Linked DNA regions of Rattus norvegicus: region 1 is linked to region 2. Evidence: chromatin contacts called from public Hi-C data. All regions are on one chromosome and are shown on one strand. Each heading gives the region's core, a stretch centred on a gene start, on an enhancer-like site or on the middle of the called end of the contact. The rest is flanking DNA. Distances are from core to core; before and after follow the strand shown.

Region 1 (4,872 bases), core at 1,721-4,220, 39 kb after region 2:
GGCCTGGGAAAACTGTTGCAGAAAGTGATAAGTGGCACCGCTCTCTACTACTGTATACAGTGGAGAGCAGACAATAAAGAGAAACCGAAGACAGGATATGACAGCAGAAATCAGAATCGGGGAGAGAAAAAGCACATCGTGGGACAAAACAGGTGCGTGGTGCCCACCGTACTGTTAGAGATTTAAATCGGATGGCACGAGAACCAGGAGCCACTGCGGGTTTGATTTAAAGAGGGTGAACTGGCCCAATAATGCCCAGGCAGAAGGACTCTTGCCACTGCCACCCCTTGTACAGAGAAGCTGAGTATTAGGAGCAAGAGTTGAGTTCGTCTTGTGTTTCCCTGGCTACCGCTGATTGGGGGCTGTCTAGGGCACTCGGTGTCTCAAGTGGCAGGCAGCAAAGAGAACATGACAGCTGGTTAAGACCCAAGACTGAACCCCGAGCAGAGGGGCGTTGACCACGTATTAAAAGGTACAGCTTTAGTTCGAAAAAAAAAAAAAGAAAAGAAAAAATTATTGACTATAAAGATTTTCACACCTGACTTTCCTAATAGAGGACGAGAAAAACTGAAACTGTTCCAAGTCCACCTGCTTTTTTTGCTCTCTCCATCAAAACTGAGTTTAAGCAACCAACAATGAGCAGAGTGTAAATATTTCCAGGAACTAAAAGCATCAGGAGCTGTCAGGTTTGTATAAAGGCGTTCAGCTCCTCCACAATACGCTAGTATTTGCGACAGCTACGAAATCGGGGAGGAAACCTACTTTTCTTTGAGAAGCACTATCCTGGTACCGTGGTCAGCTTTCTGAGAGGCCTCAGCAGGTCTTAAGTTTAGGTTTGCCACAGACAAACCATTTGGTCCCCACATGAAAGATGACAAAAAATTTGGCATACGAGAGGCACATGGAAACATTCAGTGGACTAAGGAGAAATAACTGTTAGTAATAATGCAAATACAGATACGAATGCCTTTATTACACAGACAGGAAAAATCCCTGGTGGTTTTTCAGAGGGCACTGGTGAGCAGTCATAAAAGCTTGGCACATTACCTAGTTTTAAAGAGCTCGAATATTTGCATCAAATATAATGCCACCCAATAAGGACCTTTGTTTTGTTTTTTTTTTTAATGTATTCACTAAAAGCACAAAGTTAGCATCCGCTCTTGTATAGATGCCTCACTTTTGTCCGTACAGAAGATGCCTGTGCCTACTTATACATGTGCACATACAAACACGCCCACAAACGAGGTAAAAAACAAGTGCTAATAATCTAAAAGTACTCCATGCGGTCACAACTGTCAGGACGTTGGTTTTCTTCTAACTGGGTAGGGAGTGTGGTAGTTTTGTTTTACTTTTCAAACTTAGGGGAAGAGGAGGAGGAGGAGGAGGAGGAGGCGGCAGGAGGCAGGAGGCAGGAGGCAGGAGGCAGGAGGCAGGATACAAGGAGGAAGGTGATGTGTGTTTAGCATGCAACAAAGAGACAACAGGCATAAAACCCCCTCCCCGGGCCTTGCTAGGGCTGACGGAGACATATGTCGCCATGCAGGAGACGCATAGTTCAGATTTCAGTCTTGCTTTGTCATGCCTCCGATCAGAAAACATGGGAAGAAACACTAGATTTTTTTTTTTTTTTGCCTTTAAACCAGAGGTCTGGAATACATATGTTACAACCATAGCTATTTTATTTTTTTTTTGAAGAGTTTGAGCACAGTGCTTTGAGAATAAGTCTGGCTCCTTTCTGCAACTGACAAAATTGTGTCACAGGATCATGTTTAAAGGGGAGGAAAGGTACTGTATCTTGAAACACAAATCAAAGTAGCAGGACGGGACAGGGTGCAAAGGGTTGTGTGCAAAAAGGAAAACCACATCTGTAAAAAAAAAAGTATTCAAAACCTGGGTGCGCTGTATGTCAAAGGGGGTGTGTGTGAACGATGGCAACGCCCAAGAATGAAGACAACAGGGCCATCAACATCATAGCACACAGAGGGGCCACACGGGGTTTGCCCAACCACATTCATTTTTGTACTTCAGTCTCTGTCACTAAGACCCAGAAGTGGCAGTCTTGTTATTCAGCTAGCAGCATGAGTGGCAAAGCTGCTGGGAACCTGAGTTTACTAAGGCTTGCTGGATACCCCTGTTTCTCGTAGGTATCTCTAGGTAACTAACCCGAAGGTTAGTGCTTGGCGAGTCTCTCTGGGAATCGATTTAAACTCAGTGTTCAGAGACTCAAGGATCTAACAAGCATCATTCTTGGAAGTTGCCCCTGAAACTTTTGCCCCTAGTTGAGTAGAAACAATAGAAAAATGGATTTCGATTGGTTACACAGCACATCATATATTTTTTATTACGTAAATTACAGCTGCTTTAATATAAACTTAACTGTAATATTCATTTATGGTTCAATGACTTTTTTCAGAGATGAAAGTCAGTCACTGTTGTGTGTTCCTTCCAGCTGTGAGTTGTGAAGGCCATGGTGCTCAGACAACTGAATTCTTCCACTTCTGACTTTCAAGTTACAGTCCATCACTTCCCTTCAGTTATTCTGGAAAACAGAAACATCGACTTTTTGTCACTACTCACGCCTACTTCCTATGCATTAAGACACGATCTGTTTCTAAAACTCAAAACTCTTTCAGACATATTATATCAAAGAATAATGAAAATGTATCTGTAAAGGTCACAGACAGAAATCAGGCAAATCATTAGCCTTTTCAGTTTGGTAAGTCAAATGCCAATGGCATGGGAAAATAAAATCAACATAGACTGATAATCTTGGCTTCCTGGGTAAGCTCAACAGACGGGAAGAGATGTTGATTTTTCAAAGCAGAGGTTATTGATCCGAGAATAATATTCTATCATGTTCGCTCTAGATTTACAGCATTCAGTTAATATAATGAAGCAGACCTGTGATCTGGCATAGGTAAAGGGGAAGTCCTTGGGGAGGCACCCTGAACTTGGTTCAAGGTGACATGCATGTCATGAGTCCAGAGTGGACAGCAGAAGACACTGCCCATAACAAACATTTAAAAACCAAACTGTGATCTGCTAAATGTGGACAAAACTCAGGGCATTTTCAAGGTCATTACAAACTTCATGTGCTACACAAACACGTTAAAAAAAAAAAAAACAAAAGAAACAAAGTAATGGTTCTTTATGGTATCTCCTGAAACGGTGACTTAAAAAAGAAAGCCACATTTTAAAGAAAATTAACCAGGAGGCACTGAAGGTTTCCACACTGGTTTTCTGCAAACGGAGAAAAGTCTATTTATTTATTTATTTATTTTTATCCGCTTACAGAAACTTGACACCACAGTCGGTAGGAGGAAAGAACACAATAGTTGAGAAACAAGACACAGAGGGCAAACATGATGAAACCATGCCAGGAACGCTGGCAGCGTTTACATTTGTTCCCGCTATAAACAATATTTTTAGGTAGCAGCAGCTTGTGTAGCAAAACACACATTTAAAAACTACGACGAAAGCCTGTAACCATGGGACCATTCTGGACTTCCCGTTAAGCCAGAGCCTGTTTTAAATTTAGCTTAGCCAACACATGATCGAAGTGTTTTTAATCTTGTGCAGAAGTTAATTGTGCTCTGGGGAAGGAGGCCTTTGTTATAGAGGTGAATAGGCAGGTCACAGACTTTACAGCAGTACAGTATGAAGCAAAGCCTACGTGAGAAAGGGTCAGTTCCAAGTACTGAGGGCAGAAAGGTAGTTTTGAAAATAGAATAAAAATACAAACAGAGTTACTAAATGCCACTGCGGCTGGAGAATTATAGCACATTAAGGTTAAAGAATATATTAAGGTGGAAAAAAAGTCACAGACTTCTTTGGGAAGAATTAACAAGTACATGTGTAGGTCATATTCAGGAAACATGTGTTGGCTGTTGTTGAGAAAAGAGGGAAAAGCTGGAGGTGGGGTGAGGAGTAAAGAAATCTCTTCTCTTTAATCCTTCCCCACATGGTTGGGTCCTGGAAAAGCAGATATAACGCCCCCAGTGTGAATGCAACAAAGATCTCTCCACGAGTATAAAAGAAACTCTGTCCAGGTGAGACAAACATGCCAGAATTTCTGCACATCTTAGGCAAGGCATTTTAAACATCCGGGCAACAGGAGCTCGACCTGAAGCGTGTGTACCAAACGCAGCAACTGCTCTACTGAGGAACCAGTAGGTTCCCGTTCATGAGACCCTACGCGTCCTGTTCTTCTACCTACAGAAAAATGACAGTGTCACAGGTAAAAGAAAGAACAAGACACCAAACTGGATCTAAGGGGCAAACATCAAGAAACTTGGACATTCGTGACTGACGGTGTCTCTGTCGTTTCTTAAAAAGTTGTAATTTCAAGAAGCTCTTTGCTTTCTTTGCTAACGCCCACGTGTCAACCAGTGCCCGATCGAGTGTAGATGTTGAACTTACCGTCATTCATCATCCCTTTCGACTCTTTAAACGCTGAGGATTAGTAACAAGCAGGCGGGCAGTCAGAAGGCATGTTAGTAAGATTTCACAGTTAGAAATAATCTCAAAATAAACAGATACGAGACAACACAGCACCAAGTATCCCTTAGCTAAACAGCTAGACTCATTTGAGGCTATCATTCAGTGCAAAGCAATTTCTATGGCTCCCACCCACCGTATCCACAAAAGCAAACAGACTTGCTGGGGAATACACATCTAGATTTACATAGAAAGGAAGTGACACATTTTGGTATCACTCCATCGTGGTGGCCTGTTTTTTTTTTCCCCCTAAAACTGACAAATTAGAAATCAGAAGCCACAGAGATGTTTCTTTACTAAGGGTGTGGCATTTCATCTTGTCCCCTTGCCCAGATGTCACTCGGTATAGCACAGGACAGCGCGAACAACACAAAA
Region 2 (4,708 bases), core at 1,415-3,914:
GAAGAGAGGTTGATTTAACTCACAGTGTGGGGAGCTGGGAGTTCAAAAGATATTCCACTAGTTCTGGTGAAGATGCTCTTAGCTACATTGTATCATAGTGATAGTATCAACAGAGATCTCCTTTATTAGAGGGAGAGATGGCATGGTAAAACAGAAAGCCAGAGGATGGGGAGGGGCCAGGATTGCTTTGTTACATCAACCTTTTCCAAGAGTTGATGTAACTCAGTGTTCACGGAACAGTGTTATTTCCTTCCATTCCTTTTATACCCATCAATCTTGGACACCTAACTTCCTCTCATTAGACTCCACTACTTCCCAGTATGATGGCATCTGGACTAAAATCAGAACACAAAACCCTATGTTGAACATACCCAAGCCAAACCATACACATAGTATTATGAAAATGCAAACCCAGAACCAGTAGTTCTGGAGTAGAGTATGAGTCTGCATCTCTGACAAGCTTCTAGCAAGAATGGTGTGGCACAAAGCCATAAACCAATGCCTGGGTAAGCCAGCCAGAAGAGTCATGGCAGTATTTAAGCAGGAAAAGGAAGTTGGGACAGGTGCTGAACTCCCTGGAAAAAAATGACGAGGCTGAAGCCTGGGTTCCTGCAGGCTATTTTAGTTTAGGAATTAAGAAGTGATTTCTCCTGCTTTTAGCTTTGTGGGGCTTACACTCAGGAAACATCACCAGCTGGACACCTCAGTACTGGATGTCCCCAGGGAAGGAGAACCTGATCAGCCCTCATTCCACCATGATTGAAATGTTCCAAGTAATGGGATTTTTGAATAAATTAGCTATTCATCACGAAAGAGGTATTATAGATAAATACCATACCTCATTGCTATTCCAAGCTGTCCACCAGTCATCTCTTTTAAGGAGAAAAATAGAAGAATTAATGTGATTCTGAACAGTGATCTGCTTAATGATTTCAAGGTTTTTATCTGAAGAGTATTTCAATAAACTACTTTAAAAGAAGTGGAAGGGGGAAAAGATGCATGAAGGGCTCATAAATTGCTGAAAGGTTGGTTCTCTAGGACTAGAAATCAAGAAAAAGGGTGAATGTTATAGGAAGATGTTTAAGTACTTATTCAGGAAAACTAAATAGAAAATCAATCAGAAAAATAAAAAATTCATAAATCCAATTGCCTCTAATTGGCTTAGCACATAGTACAGAATTTCAAATGTTTGTCTGTGAGCAACTCAGTCTCTTGAAATGATGCCTCTCAGCATAGGAGAGAGTATTTGGGTTACATTTCTTTTCCTATCAAAGAAAACTCATCAAGCCCACAGCAGTCCTTCAAAGGCTCAGTTTGAAATAAAAAACTCCTTATGGTAGCTATTTATGGTGAAATTCCACTAAAGATTTTCTTAAGTCAGGAAAAACACATTTTCATACTAGTCATTTAATCATTTATTAATTTTATACTATATACACAGCACTAGACTGGGTCCCATAGGAGAGACGACAAACTGAGCTAGAATTCTTGAGAAATGTGGTTTGGGGGTGGGGGTGGAGGGTTGAAGGGGAAAGAGATGAAAGCCTAATTAACCAAAGAACAAGATTGACATGAGTAATTAATTACAGAGATCTCACTACAAGGCCTGAGAAGGAGAGACTGGGTAGTTTCTACTGAAGGCAGTTTCAAACGTTTCTTGAAGGAGGTGAAGTTCACTTCAGTGGGTATGAAGATATACCATAGAGGGTGGAAAAACCCACAACTCCTTGAACAAGTATGCAGCAAAAATGTGAGTTAGGTTCAGAGAATGTAGACTTGTAGCACTTTATAGTGAGCTCAGTTCATTCTGAGAGCCTGAAAAAAATGCAGTCAGTTTTGAGCTTTAGTGTCTTTGTGGACTTCATTGACTTGGTCCACTTTCTTTGTTTCTCTTGTCAGAGCACAATGATTCCACTAAGGGCTGGAGAGATAGCTCAGTGGGTAGAGCACAGACAGCCGTTCCAGAAGATCTGCCTTTGATTTCCAGAAGACCTGAGTTCGATTTCCAGCAACCACATCCGGCAACTCACAGCCCTCTGTAACTCCAGCTCTATGACGTCCAACACTTTTGGCCTCCATAGACACCTGTATTATATGCACAGACTCCCACACAGAAATGTACGTGTACAAATAATTTAAAAGGAAAGTAAATATTTTAATAAAATATTCTTGTGTTACTGACAAAGTAAGGTTGTCCCTTCCAAGGAGCCTTCACTTTACTTTAAAAATAAAGTATATCTTTACCGTATATTTGCTTAAGAAATTGAAAAGCTTAAGATATGGGAGTATTCGCAATGTAAACAGTAAAAATAACTTTATGAAGCCATGGTCTCCCCCCTCCCTTGTTTTTGTCCTAAGCATTTTCAGTATTCCAGACCTCGCTCAATGTCTGTTTTTATAGTGGAAACAAAGGAAAAGAGTCACATTATTTTTCTAAGGTGCAATCTTTATCCCCTAGAGGAATTTCTGGCACCTGCTTAATGGTCACATTTTCAGACCTGATCATGTACCAAAGGCCACCTTTTGTGTGTTACACAAAGAGTATGTGTTTTAGAAAAGGAAAGTCCCAGGTTTTGCTTCCAACTCCACCCTTCAGAGCCCTGACTCTAGGTCATGCTGCTCTGCTTCTCAGAGCTGAGACCTTTATTTGTGCAAACTGGAAGGGATTGATTAGGATCAAGGCCAGATGACATCACAAAGTCCCTTCTGATCATGACAGGAGGTAGCCAGTGTGATCTTACCTGTGAACAGGTCATTCTCAGCACAGATGGGGTAGACCAGAAGGACACAAGGCAGCTATGGTGCGGGTTATGGGGTCCTTCTGTCTGCCACTAACTCAGAAGAGCTTCGCACACCTTTTCCACAGCCCTGACAAGCACACACCACTGTCCCTGTCCAGTTCACGCAGGTTAGTGTACTCATTGCTTGGCTCTTAGGGGAAATTTTCTTTCTCCAAGAGACTTTGCCCCACACAGACAAGGCAAACACTAATCTCTTCTCACTGCTGTGGCCACTTCTAATTTACCAACATTCAGTGTCCTCACTGCTTAGAAAATTCACGGGAGTAGTACCAGCTTGGCCTATAGTGGTAGAGCACAAACATTCTTGAGTGATTAAGAAATGAAAATGGCGGCTTTATCAGTCATCAGTGGGAGGAGGAGGAGAAGCCTTGGTCCTGTGAAGGCTCCATGCCCCAGTGTAGTGGAATGGCAGGATGGGGAGGTGGGAGGGAGTGGGAGTGGATGGGGCAGCACTCTCACGGAGGCAGAGGATAGGGGGATAGGATAAGGGGTTTCTGGAGGGGAAACCTGGAAAGGGGATAATATTTGAAATGTAAATAAAGAAAATAATCCAATTAAAAAATCAAAAAAGAAATCAAAAGGGAAAGTAAGGAAGAACGAGAGGGAAGGATGGAGGGAAAGATCCTGTTAAAATTCACTGCACTACAGTCAGATAGACCAGTGTGGGGGAGTGAAGGATAGGGTGTTCAAAGTCAGTTGGCAGCCGCCTAGGAAGGATCAGAGGTACCTCCCATTAATACGCTATGATCTTTTCTGAAAAGAGCAGAAAGGCAGGACAGGGGTTCACTCATTCCTACGTGTGTCAGCTTTGCTTTCCGTACAATGTTTAACCACCACCGCCAAGATCTTGGGGCCGCATGAACTTCACGCAATAAATTTCCACAGACTGACACTCCTCTATGACTCAGGAGAGAGCTTCATAGGCTCATTCCCCTGCTTTACAAACTGGTCGCCTTTTACTAGGTAGGGTAGATGAATATTTTAATATGGCCTTTCAGGAAAATATAATAGAATATTCTATCATGAAGTATTCTGTGTCTGTTTTCAATGCAAAATATTTGATGGGGCCTGGGATGGGAATTTGAAAGGCTTTCCCAATTTTTTTTTTTATCTTGGCTACATATTGGAAGTCCTGGAAAGGAGGGGATGAGGTTATAGAGAGGTGGAGAACGCTCAGCAGGAGATTTAGAGCTCAGGGTAAGAAACCTCCATGAAGCATTTAGTGGGCTGAGCAGCTCAAAAAAAAAATGTCAAGTTTCAGATATCTACCGTGTTAATGATTAAAATGTGTTATGCAAGTATGGTGTCGGGTACCAAATCATCTCACTTGATCCTGTCACCTCTGCAGTTGATCCCATACTAGTTTTAACAGACACAGAAATCAATTTAAAATGTGTACAAGGAGCAGTGCTTAAGAGCACTGAGTTCCATTCCCAGCAACCACATGGTGGTTCACAACCATCTGTAGTACGATCCAATGCCCTCTTCTGGTGTGTCTGAAGACAGCTACTGTGTACTCATATGCATAAAATAAATAATCCTTAAATTGACACATAGGAAGGACTCATAGTCTGTAACTGGTAAATTCAGACAGTTCCTTCCCCAGCCTTGGGTAATGCAGGGCAGGCCCAGTTGGTGGGAACAGAGGGAGAGTGGAATGTGAAGATGTTCTTTATCCTGGAGAAGCTTGAGCCCTGGGAGTACAAAGTAGTAGGAACTCACATTCTCTAGCTCATCCTTCCGCAAATCACAGAAACTCCGATTTTGGAACTAGAGAGAAGTCTATTGTGCATTGTACCCGCTCTTCCTATAATCCTCTCTTGTCCCTCTGATCCTAATATTGTGGCTACAGCTGACTGGACCACAAATACTGAGCGAAAGAAAACACCTTCTAGGCAAAGGAAATC

The links. A called contact is a pair of places that touch in the nucleus more often than the background predicts.
Region 1: a contact with region 2 is called in a Hi-C map of liver, with 2.5 times the contacts expected there. The contact joins two enhancer-like sites. A contact is called at or near these places in 3 of 12 Hi-C or Micro-C datasets (kidney, liver and mammary epithelial cells).

Annotation. Positions count from the first base shown.
Region 1 is chr11:64,376,296-64,381,167 of GRCr8, forward strand. It overlaps Cd47 (Cd47 molecule), which reads right to left. Exons shown (of 9, transcript NM_019195.2): 9 at 1,616-2,539. The coding sequence ends at 2,531. Among named protein-coding and RNA genes, the nearest start is that of Cd47, 59 kb to the right of the region's middle. Within about 2 kb of position 2,971, at least 10 of the 93 cell types and tissues checked have an H3K27ac peak or open chromatin away from gene starts, as enhancers often do. A contact at or near this core is called in liver, where this site is marked.
Region 2 is chr11:64,337,812-64,342,519 of GRCr8, forward strand. The region is part of intron 1 of LOC120095656 (a long non-coding RNA gene); the gene reads right to left. Among named protein-coding and RNA genes, the nearest start is that of Cd47, 98 kb to the right of the region's middle. Within about 2 kb of position 2,665, at least 5 of the 93 cell types and tissues checked have an H3K27ac peak or open chromatin away from gene starts, as enhancers often do. A contact at or near this core is called in liver, where this site is marked.